Linked DNA regions of Sus scrofa: region 1 is linked to region 2. A link is a contact called in public Hi-C data. All regions are on one chromosome and are shown on one strand. Each heading gives the region's core, a stretch centred on a gene start, on an enhancer-like site or on the middle of the called end of the contact. The rest is flanking DNA. Distances are from core to core; before and after follow the strand shown. Region 1 overlaps MAP3K5 (mitogen-activated protein kinase kinase kinase 5). Region 2 holds the start of MAP3K5 (mitogen-activated protein kinase kinase kinase 5).

Region 1 (4,843 bases), core at 2,262-4,761, 140 kb before region 2:
CCAATAAAACTTTATTTACAAAACCAGGCAGCCAACCATATCAGGCCTGTGGGCTGCTTGTAGTTCACCAAACCCTATTTTATGCCTTTGATTTGTAACGCACATTATTTGACTTTTTAAAGAAATTCTATCCATCATTTAAGGCCTAGCTTAGACCTTATCCTCTCTCCCTTTGCTACTTCTCTGCAACAGAAAGACTTCCTCTTGCCCCTCTGGTCTTTGAACATACTTCCACTACTCTCACTGTACTGTCATTAGCTGTAAATGTCTGTTGCCCTGCTGCTTTGGGAATGCTTCGAGAGCAGAGTTCATGTCTTAGTCATCTTTGTATCCTTAGCAGAATAGGACTCGACATTTGACACCTAGCTGGTGCTCAGTAAATGCCGGTTGACTGAGCCGAGCAAGTCCGAAGTTGATGCAAGCAAGCCCAACTGCTGACAGCTTGATTTTCTTCTACAGTTTGTCATCTATTTATAGAGGAGGAAGCCAAGAAAAGTTAGCTTTCTTTGAAGTCGCACACTGGAACTCAAGTTTCCCAACATATAAACCAGCAGTAGCCCCATGTAAGCCTTCCATGTTTATGCCGTCAGTCACAACAAAGGTGATGGAGTTATTCCGTACCTCATTAAAGAAAACTGATTCATCAGAAAATAGATATGATAAAGTGAAATTTATATTTCCCATGCTTTCTCTTAGATGGGTTGTTTAAAATTGCAGCAACAAATAATGAGTGTCTGGCTAAGGATTGGTTTAAAAAATTAAACATTAAGAGAGTAATGCTTTACTTGAGAAGGCATGGATTGGAAAGTTCTATAATGAGTCAGTCTGGCATGTTTCTGTTCACATCATTCATGAGGTAACAGGTGGTTTTACCAGGCAAACTCTAATTATGGGTGACTCAGACAGCTCGACCAGTTCATGCGCCAACAACACCAATTACTACGATGCCAAAAGCAATAGCATATTGCAAAACTTGCCTTCAGAAATCTGGTTTTTCTCATTTCTATTATATGGGACAAACAATAGTAAACACAGCTAACTTGGTTTGAAATTTGCAAGAGTTGGTTTCTTATCAGCTTCTATAGAATAAGTATTTAAGCACTTAAGCAGTGGCTCTTGATTCTGAAAACATTTCATTTCTAAATTCCAGGAATCAGCACTATGATGGCAGTGTCCGAACTGACTGAAGGGAGCCACCATAACCTTAAGATCACTTCATTAATGCTGACTTCAGAAAAAGCTGTTAAAAAATGAATTCCCATAATCTTTCCATATGAATATTAGCCATAGAAATCAATCTGATAGATGGTATGTATGCTGTAGATCCATCTATGGAGAGATTAGTTCCTTGTATATCAAAAGACCAGAAAAGCCATCCTCCGACATAATCCAACAGCAGAAAGGACCCCACACAGCTCACTTTTACCTTCACCTCGACTCTGGCCCATACCTCACATTTGTCCCGCAGTCACCATATTATAAGTAGGTGACAAATACAGAGTCACTTCAACTAACAGTGAAGGTTTTGTTGAACATCTTTTCGTAACGGCGAGAGTGAGGCTAAAGAAAGCTGAGCATCTTCATCAAGAGAAGGATTCTTGAAGTTCTTTGCATTTTTAAATCATGACTACAAGTCCTACCCAAAACATTCATATTCTAGAAAAATATCTTCTAAGTAAACAAAATGTGCCAAGGAAACTTACCTCACTCCCCTGACAGAAGAAGCACTAAAATTCCACTCATGTATACCTTTCTGGAACACAGGGGAAGAATAACAACAACAAAAGTTGAGTTATCCAAAGGAAAATAACATAACGATAATTTTGTTTTATTACTCTTTAATAACATACACAGAGCAATTTTTCCTAGTGCATAATTCTTCATAGACAAACTATCCAATGGAAACTCTGTAATTCATTCTTAAGCCACAAGGGTGATGTTTACTTAATTTCCGTACTTCAGTAAAACAGCTTCCAAGAGAACCTAGGAGAATGCATCTCATTAAATTCTAAGACTTAATTTTAGCAGATGAACCTAATACCTCTTGTGCCTTGATTTTCAAAGTAAAAACCCCAGTGACCAAGATAATTCACTTATTAGAATTGAGCGATACTTCTGTTCTAAGAAAGAACAACACGAATTTGAATAAAATCTCTGCAAGGTTTTAAGGATAATTACTTCTGAATTATCTTTAGTTACATTTTTGAACTAATATGGTGGTTCTATTTCTTTAGAAAATAGTACAGCCAGTATGTATACACTGTTTATCACAGCCACAATGTGTTGTTACCTAATTTACGTAAAATTCAATACACTGTTAAAGTTTAAACATAAAAATTTCAATTAGCATATGATAAACATGGGTGATTTGCAGGATCAAGATGGGAAAAAAATGTGGGAAGTTATTTCTTGAGTTTATTACTAAAGCTAAATCAAAATTAATATTAAACCCATGTGTCTTTAAATTAATGATGAGATACATGGCATTCCCTATAAAGATACGTCTGACAGCAGTACAGAATTAATAACATAAATATTTTTAGAGAAATAAAGGAGTTGATACATGCATTTAAGTTTAGTAAGTACTGTACTGTAGTCAATTCAGACTGCAGTTCAATTCTGTAAATGCAAAACAGCCAGGAAAACGAGCTCTTACCCACCCACTTAAAATACTGCCAGAGGCTGAGGTCTTGGCTGGGCTAGTGAAGTGGATACCAAAGCATGTGGCTCTGAGGTGGCCCAGAACTCTCTTTTTGGCCAAAGCAATTCAAAACGCCACAATTTATATCCACGGCACCTAGTTCTTTGCTAGGACCATGCAACTTAAAAATAGATCCTTTCCAACCTGAAGTAGATGTACTAAAAAAAAACTACTTTCAAGGCACATCAGCCAGGTCATGGGGATGTAACCTGAATTAACAAAGAGCAAGCACTGCCATGAAGCTCAGGGAGGGACGAGACCACAGAAAGGTACTCCTGGCATGCAGCCTTCTTAACCAGTGTACAGAGGGACTTAAATTAAAACAGCAGCCTGCAGCTTCAGCTGGTAATTTGGAAAGTTGCTTCTAAATCCTGTTGGCCTCAGGTGACCTTCTAAAAATATGTGACCCAAGAGCTGCAGCTGTTACCTGCAGGATCCTTGCACACAATGCAGCCTTATCCTCAGAGCCTGCAGCCAAGCTGCTTTCTAAGGTCATCCCCCGGGTCAGGAGGGGGGGTTGAGTGTGGAACCCATGGGGCAGTGTGCAGACCTGCCACAGAAGACAGCAACTGACAGCACTCATAAGACAGCCCTGGTACAATCTATCTTCCATCAGTCCTGTTCTGGGAGCCGCCAAGGAGAGATTTCCCAGATTGATGGAGCTGGGTTTGTAGGAAAGGAGTAGAGCATTTCCAGAATGTTAGGTTCCTGGAAGGTTGCAAGTGCTGCCAGAGAATGTTCCATTTCAGTGGTGTTACAGCCTGAGATGGAATGATCCGGATTGAGTCCTCTTCCCCACCTCCCTTGCTACTGGGACTCACCACACAGAGGTGCTAGTGAGCTACAAAGCCAGCAGGTAAGATAAAAAGTCTAGGCCAGCCTGAGAATCAGCGGAAAAGGGCAGAGGCAGAGCTGGAGTGATAATCAGCCCCAACAAGGCCCAAACCAACACTCAACCTAATCCAATAAGCACAAGCGCCATTTTCTTGGAACTGGTTAGCCTCACATCTGGCACCCAGGCTGCAGCAGGAGTGAAGACAAAGAGTTAATACTGAGCTAAGGTGGCAGGAATTATGCTGTGGCAGACACTGCTGGTTCCCCAGGCAACAGCCATTCTCCTTCTTCACTAAGAAAAAATGAATTCTTTCAGGTTCAGGTGGCAATGTTGAGGGATGGTGACATTGATTTGTCTTAAATCGGCCATGGTAAGCCCATTTCTTCAATTGCCAAGCTAGCGACTGGCTTAGGCATGGACACATGATGCAACTTTTGGTGCTAGGGAAAGGCCCTGTCCTTTGGATGCTGTCCGTGTGAAGTGATGCTTGGAGCTGCTCTTTAAGACCAGGAAGTTGAAAAACAAGAGCACCTAGACAATCCAACTCAGAATCCTAACACTGTGACGCCCCTGAAATTAGCCCAGGAATGACCCATCTCAGAAGGTGTAATATGAGAGAGCATTTCCTTATTATTTAAGCCACTTTTAGTTGGGAGTTTTGTAGCTAAAAGCTTCCTTGATGAATAAGAGCATCATAAAATCAAAACGGAGAATCTGGGGGAAACATATTCCCCTGATAAATTTCCTGGATCTTCTCTGAGCGGCCACTGGCTGGAGCCGGAGGCGGGGCAAGGTTGGCCCTTAGTCCTTTACTTGGGATCCTGTGGCCAAGACTGGGGGTGCTTAGATTCAAACCTCAAGGGAGAGGAATTCTAAATATCAACGCTATAAAATATCTTGCGAAAAACTTGTCTCTTCCTAGATCTAGATTTTTCTTTCATGTGCACATGCAGATGTTCTTCAAACTCTTTTATCCATTGAACAAAGGGAGAACTGTTAAAGGACTAAGATTTCAATTAATTTGCCCCTGACCATAGAGTAACTCCTCAAGTTTTCCTGAACTCTTGAGACTTAGTACAATCTTCAAGCTCTGAAAGTTGCTAGGTAAAGTATATAAAAGCTCATATAAAGGTTCATCCCACATCTTAGAATGAAAATACTGAGTGAAGAAATAATATGTGAAAAACAAAAAGCAATACTCTGTTGTTTTAAAGGAAAAAAATTTAAACGTTCTATGAACAAAAAAAATCAACTTCCTGTTTAATGTTAAGACCTATTGAACCTGTTGTTTACCTGTTATTTGATTA
Region 2 (4,784 bases), core at 1,091-3,590:
GTTCTTCTTGTTCTTAAAATATTCGGCTTGGCTAAATTCCCAAACTGACAAAGGCTACTTCAGGTGTTTTCAAAAGACTGAAGAGAATCAGAACTGAAAACAAGATTGGAATATAAAACCTTCTATGTGATCAGACATGCAAGAACCTTATTGTTTGAAACCACTATTAAATCAAACTTTACGCCCACATGTCTTAAAAAAATACACACAGAGTCTCAACATTGGTTATACAGGGTGCTAAAGGTTAATTTCAATAACATGCTTTTAACTCTAACATTTGCTAACAAATCGCTAGAATTACAATGACACTTGCTGAAATCTGTGACAGTTGGAAAATATTTTTTTTCATGAATTATCCTAGCAATCACTTTAATGGGCACACTTTAATGGCCAATCTAATCTTTGTCATTAAAGCACCCTATCAGTGTTTTAAACAGTGTTAAATTATATACGTCCCAGCTCATCAGGGGTAATGAAAAACAGACCCCAGTTCTTTCATGGAAATCCTAACAAAGATACCACACAAGTTTAGTGTAAGTTACAAGATTGCTTTTAGAAGTCATTACTTGAAAATTCGAATTGCTAAGATACGGGAAAGCAGGCCCCTAAACTTAGGGCAGAGTTGGGAAGATCATTACATAACATGTAAATTCACATGGATCCACTCTGCCTGCAGCTGGCCGAGTGGCAGAAGTCATGATTTCTGTCCTCTCAAAAGTACACAGAAAAAAATGAGGACATCATCTAAAACAGTCATAGGTATATATAGAAGGAAAATGTGGGCCAAACCTAACATAAGAGAGACCAAAACAGTGAATCGTGACGGACTGATGGGGGCAAGTATCTCACACCGCAGAAGAACAGAAGTTCTTTGATAGGACCACGCGCACCTCCGGGCTCCAGCGCGGGCCGGGGTTGGGTCATTCAGACTCTCGCACAAAGACACACAGGCTCTTGCACCCGCATACACTCTCCCAAGCGTGGCGAACGAGCGCCCAGAGCAGGCATGCAGCGACGCTCGTTGCCCTTAAGGTGGGGCAAGAAGTAAATAAGTAGGAAGCACGATTGCTGCTCAGAAATTGTTTTTTCCTGCTGCCCCGCAAAACACATTTCTCCCCCTGTGGCAGCCGCGGGGGGGGGGGGCGAGGGGGAAATAACCCCGGACTGCAGAGGATGGGGAAGGGGTTGCACACGCACCTGCATTGTAAAAACGGTCCAGCACCGCGGTTTCCCCAAAGTCCAGTTTCCCAAAATGCAGGGTCTCCAGGGCAGCGCCCACCGCCTCGCACGCCTCCCGTAGGCACTGCAGGGCCTCACTCTCGGCCACCACCAGCTGCCCCTGGCTCGCTTCGTTGATGACATATGCCACCGTGGTCCGTCGACCGCCTCCGCCACCAGAGTTGCCCCGGCATCGGGTGGTGCTGCTCGCGGACGTGGTACTAGGACACCCGGTGCCAGGGGCGGCGGCACTCTCCACGTTCCAGAAGCTGCCCGGTGGCGGCGGTGGCAGCTGGCTCTCCTCGCCCTCGGCCACCGCCGCCGCTCCTCCCCTCCGGCAACTGCCGCCCTCGACGAAGGGTGGCACGGAGAAAGTGATGCCCTCACCCGCCTCCGCGTTCATCTCTCCCGGCCGGGTTGTCGCGGCAGCGGCGTCGCCCGCCCAGCCGCACCGTCTGGCCAGCCACAGCTCGGGGCTGCTCCGCGCGCGTCGGGCTAAGCAGCTGCCATCCCGTGTCGCGCCTTCCGCCCCGCGCCGCCGCCTCCTCTCCGGCGCCCTCTCCCCCGAAGGGACGCCGCTGCCCGGCGGCGGCTCGCCCCTCCTCGGCGCCTCCGTGGCCACGCCGCTCGCCCGCTGCAGGGTGTAGAGTACAAGGGGTGGGGAGGCCGGGTTGAGCGGGAAGGGACAGCGCTTCCTTTTCTTGGCCGGCGGACAAGTCGGCTGGCGAACCTGCGCGGCGGTGCGGCTCAAGGGCGCCGCTCTCGGGGTGCGGTGCGCCCTGGCCACCCAGAGCGCGGTCCCGGCTCCTTCCGTGCCAGCCTCTCGGGGATGGTCCGGGGAGGGCGCCCTCTGGGTGGGGAGCTACCTGGCCAGCACCTTACTGGCGGGCAGGCTCCCTGGACTGCGTCCCGGAACAGCGGCCGCGGCCGCCGAAAGGATCCGCCCCCTTCCTCGGCGGCAGCTCCCCTTCATCGGCTCTATTTCCTCCTCCTTCCCTGGCCCCGTTTCTCTGCCGATCGCCGCGGCGGCTCCGTCCCAGCACCAGCCTGGCTGCTCGAGTCTGGCCGCTCCTCGCAGCCGCTCTGCGTGTCGGCCACCGGCTTCTTGCCGCCCACTCGTCGCGGCACCGAAAGTCAGGGCCCGCCCCGGGGGAGGGCGCTGCTGGGAAGCTCGGCCCGGACGCAACCGACCGCACCACGGCTCCCGGACCTCAGCCCAGCCCCGAGCACCACGCGGGGCTAAGGTTCTCCGCCGTCACCCACCAGGACCCCACTCAAGAAGACCTAGAGTAGGCAAAATTCCGGAGCGCACGCGATAGCAGGATGGCGCAAAAGTCTCTCTTGCGAATACTCGGGAGGCATTTGCAGCGTTCCCCGTGGCCCCAGCGCCCCCTGCCGGCATCGGGTCCGCGTGCGGCGCTGCCAGGACTAGCGCAGCGCTGAGGCCCGCGTTGCGCAAGGCGGGAGGTCTAGCAGCTGGGCCTGAACTGGCAGGCGGTTTATTGGTGACAGTCGCCCTCCGGAAGTGGCCTGGTAGGTAAATTTATAGGGTCTGCGCTTAGTGCTTTTCATTTTCAAACTTTCAATAGCTCTGCTGTCATTAATGAGTAATTGATTAGCTCCAACTGCTGAACAATGTAATATTCCCATCTGGGTCTTAAAATTTCCCGCAACGCAACGCCTACTTACTTGAGATAGAAAACCTGTTCTATACTCCACTTGGCAAATCATCATCCACCAGATGTAAGTAGGAAATTAAGTGATTATTTCTATTTTTTTTTTTAAATTGCACCACAGGGGAAAAATGCCTAGATTGCTTAAGCGCAATTAAAAGAAAAAAAAAATCTACTTATTTGGGAAGCAAAAACAGATGTGTAAGTTCTCAGAGAACTTCCCCAGAATGCTATAACTTTAGGAAGACCAGTGAAAGTTACAGTGAAATAAAGCAACAGGTTTGGACTTTCCAGAGATGAATGAGTTCTATGAAAAAGGAAGAAGACTATTGCAAATTACACGCAAGCCCAGAGAAAAAGGAAGACGAAAGCAGTTGAGTAGTAAAGAGCTCAAAGAAGGAAGGAAAGAGTAGTGTGGGAAAACACCTTGCAGCTGCACAACTGTATTTGCACAATTGTCTCCTCAATGAAGCCAAATAAAGCAAAGCTTTTTCTAAAGGTTTAGAAAATGGTGGGAGTAGAGAGTTCCCACCGTGGCTCAGTGGTCACAACCCTGACTAGCATCCATGAAGATGTGGGTTGGATCCCTAGCTTCGCTCAGTGGGTTAAGGGTCCTGTGTTGGGGTGACCTGTGGTGTAGGTTGCAGACTCTTCTCAGATCCCAGGTTGCTGTGGCTGTGGCGAAGGCCAGCAGTTGTAGCTCCGATTTGACCCCGGGCCTGGGAATTTCCATATGCCCCTGGTGGGGCCCTAAAAAGACAAAAAATAAAATAAAATGAAATAAAATAAATAAAATAAAATGACGGCAGTGAATTCCTCGGAAGGCAACTGGAATCTGTGTGATCCACATCTGCTTTTGAACTTGATATCATTAGGAAAGTAGATACTTAGTGAGTCAGTGATCATATAGAAACAAAATGTTGATAGGCTTACTACTTTTAATATTTCCAACAACTTGTCAAGCCTCTAAACTTCTCTGAGAGTAGATAATCTTCCACTTCATACTGGCCCAAAACAATAAACGCAGGAAAGTCACTGGGACCACGTCTGGAAAACGAAAATGCCCAAATTCTCAAGTGGCATTTGATGACACAAATAAGGTCCAAGGTTACATATAAAGCTATATTCTAAAAACCATAACTTTTTAGACCTTGTCACTATTGCCTTGCTTACAGGTCTTTTCTGAGCAATTTTTCATATATGATTTTGTTTTACTTTGCTGGCTTTGTTTTACTTTGGATTAATTTAATAACTTTAGAGATGTCACTGATTACTGGCAGACAAACCCCAATGCAACACTGAAAGACTACTGCTCTTGGTCCCAAAGCTCTCCCACCTAAATGGCATGGTTTAGCTGATAAATCTTACACCACGTGTATTAGGTGAAACCAAGTGAAATTTCATTTTATAGCTGATAAGCAATTGAATAGTGTAGATTCAACTTACAAGCCAAATTTGGGGCCTGTGCGGAGGCAGGGGCACTATTCTGAAATCCCACCTGCCTTCAGGTTGCTGTGTATGCCTCGGGGTGTCTGTCTGGAAGGATGAAAGCCTTTTTTTAAATTTGTTTTCATTCTTTAAAGTTTTATTGCAGTATAACTGATTTACAATGTTGTAAGAATTTCTGCTATACAACAAAGTGATTCAGTTATCCATACACACATCCATTCTCTTTCAGATTCCTTTCCCACATAGGTTATCACAGAATACTGGGTAGAGTTCCCTGTGCTATACAGCAGGTCCCTGTTGGCCAATCACTCCACATACCACAGTGTGCATATGCCAATCCCAAACCCCAGTCCACATCCTCTCCACCTCCCCCACCCCTCCAACGTCTCCTCTTTGGGAACCATTTTATTTATTTGTTTGTTTGTTTTATTTGCTTTTTTTTTT

The links. Hi-C and Micro-C count contacts between places; a contact is called where the count stands out from the background.
Region 1: a contact with region 2 is called in a Hi-C map of skeletal muscle, with 11 times the contacts expected there. The contact joins the enhancer-like site here to the promoter of MAP3K5 in region 2. A contact is called at or near these places in 2 of 5 promoter capture datasets (liver and skeletal muscle), 13 of 47 Hi-C or Micro-C datasets (brain, embryonic fibroblasts, epiblast stem cells and 8 more) and 2 of 2 datasets of contacts at active chromatin or transcription factors (alveolar macrophages and skeletal muscle).

The regions. Positions count from the first base shown.
Region 1 is chr1:27,519,964-27,524,806 of Sscrofa11.1, reverse strand. MAP3K5 (mitogen-activated protein kinase kinase kinase 5) reads right to left here. Exons shown (of 29, transcript XM_021072507.1): 11 at 1,704-1,753. Among named protein-coding and RNA genes, the nearest start is that of MAP7, 84 kb to the left of the region's middle. Within about 2 kb of position 3,511, at least 13 of the 83 cell types and tissues checked have an H3K27ac peak or open chromatin away from gene starts, as enhancers often do. A contact at or near this core is called in skeletal muscle, where this site is marked.
Region 2 is chr1:27,377,699-27,382,482 of Sscrofa11.1, reverse strand. MAP3K5 (mitogen-activated protein kinase kinase kinase 5) reads right to left here and starts at 2,340. Exons shown (of 29, transcript XM_021072507.1): 1 at 1,198-2,340. The coding sequence starts at 1,621.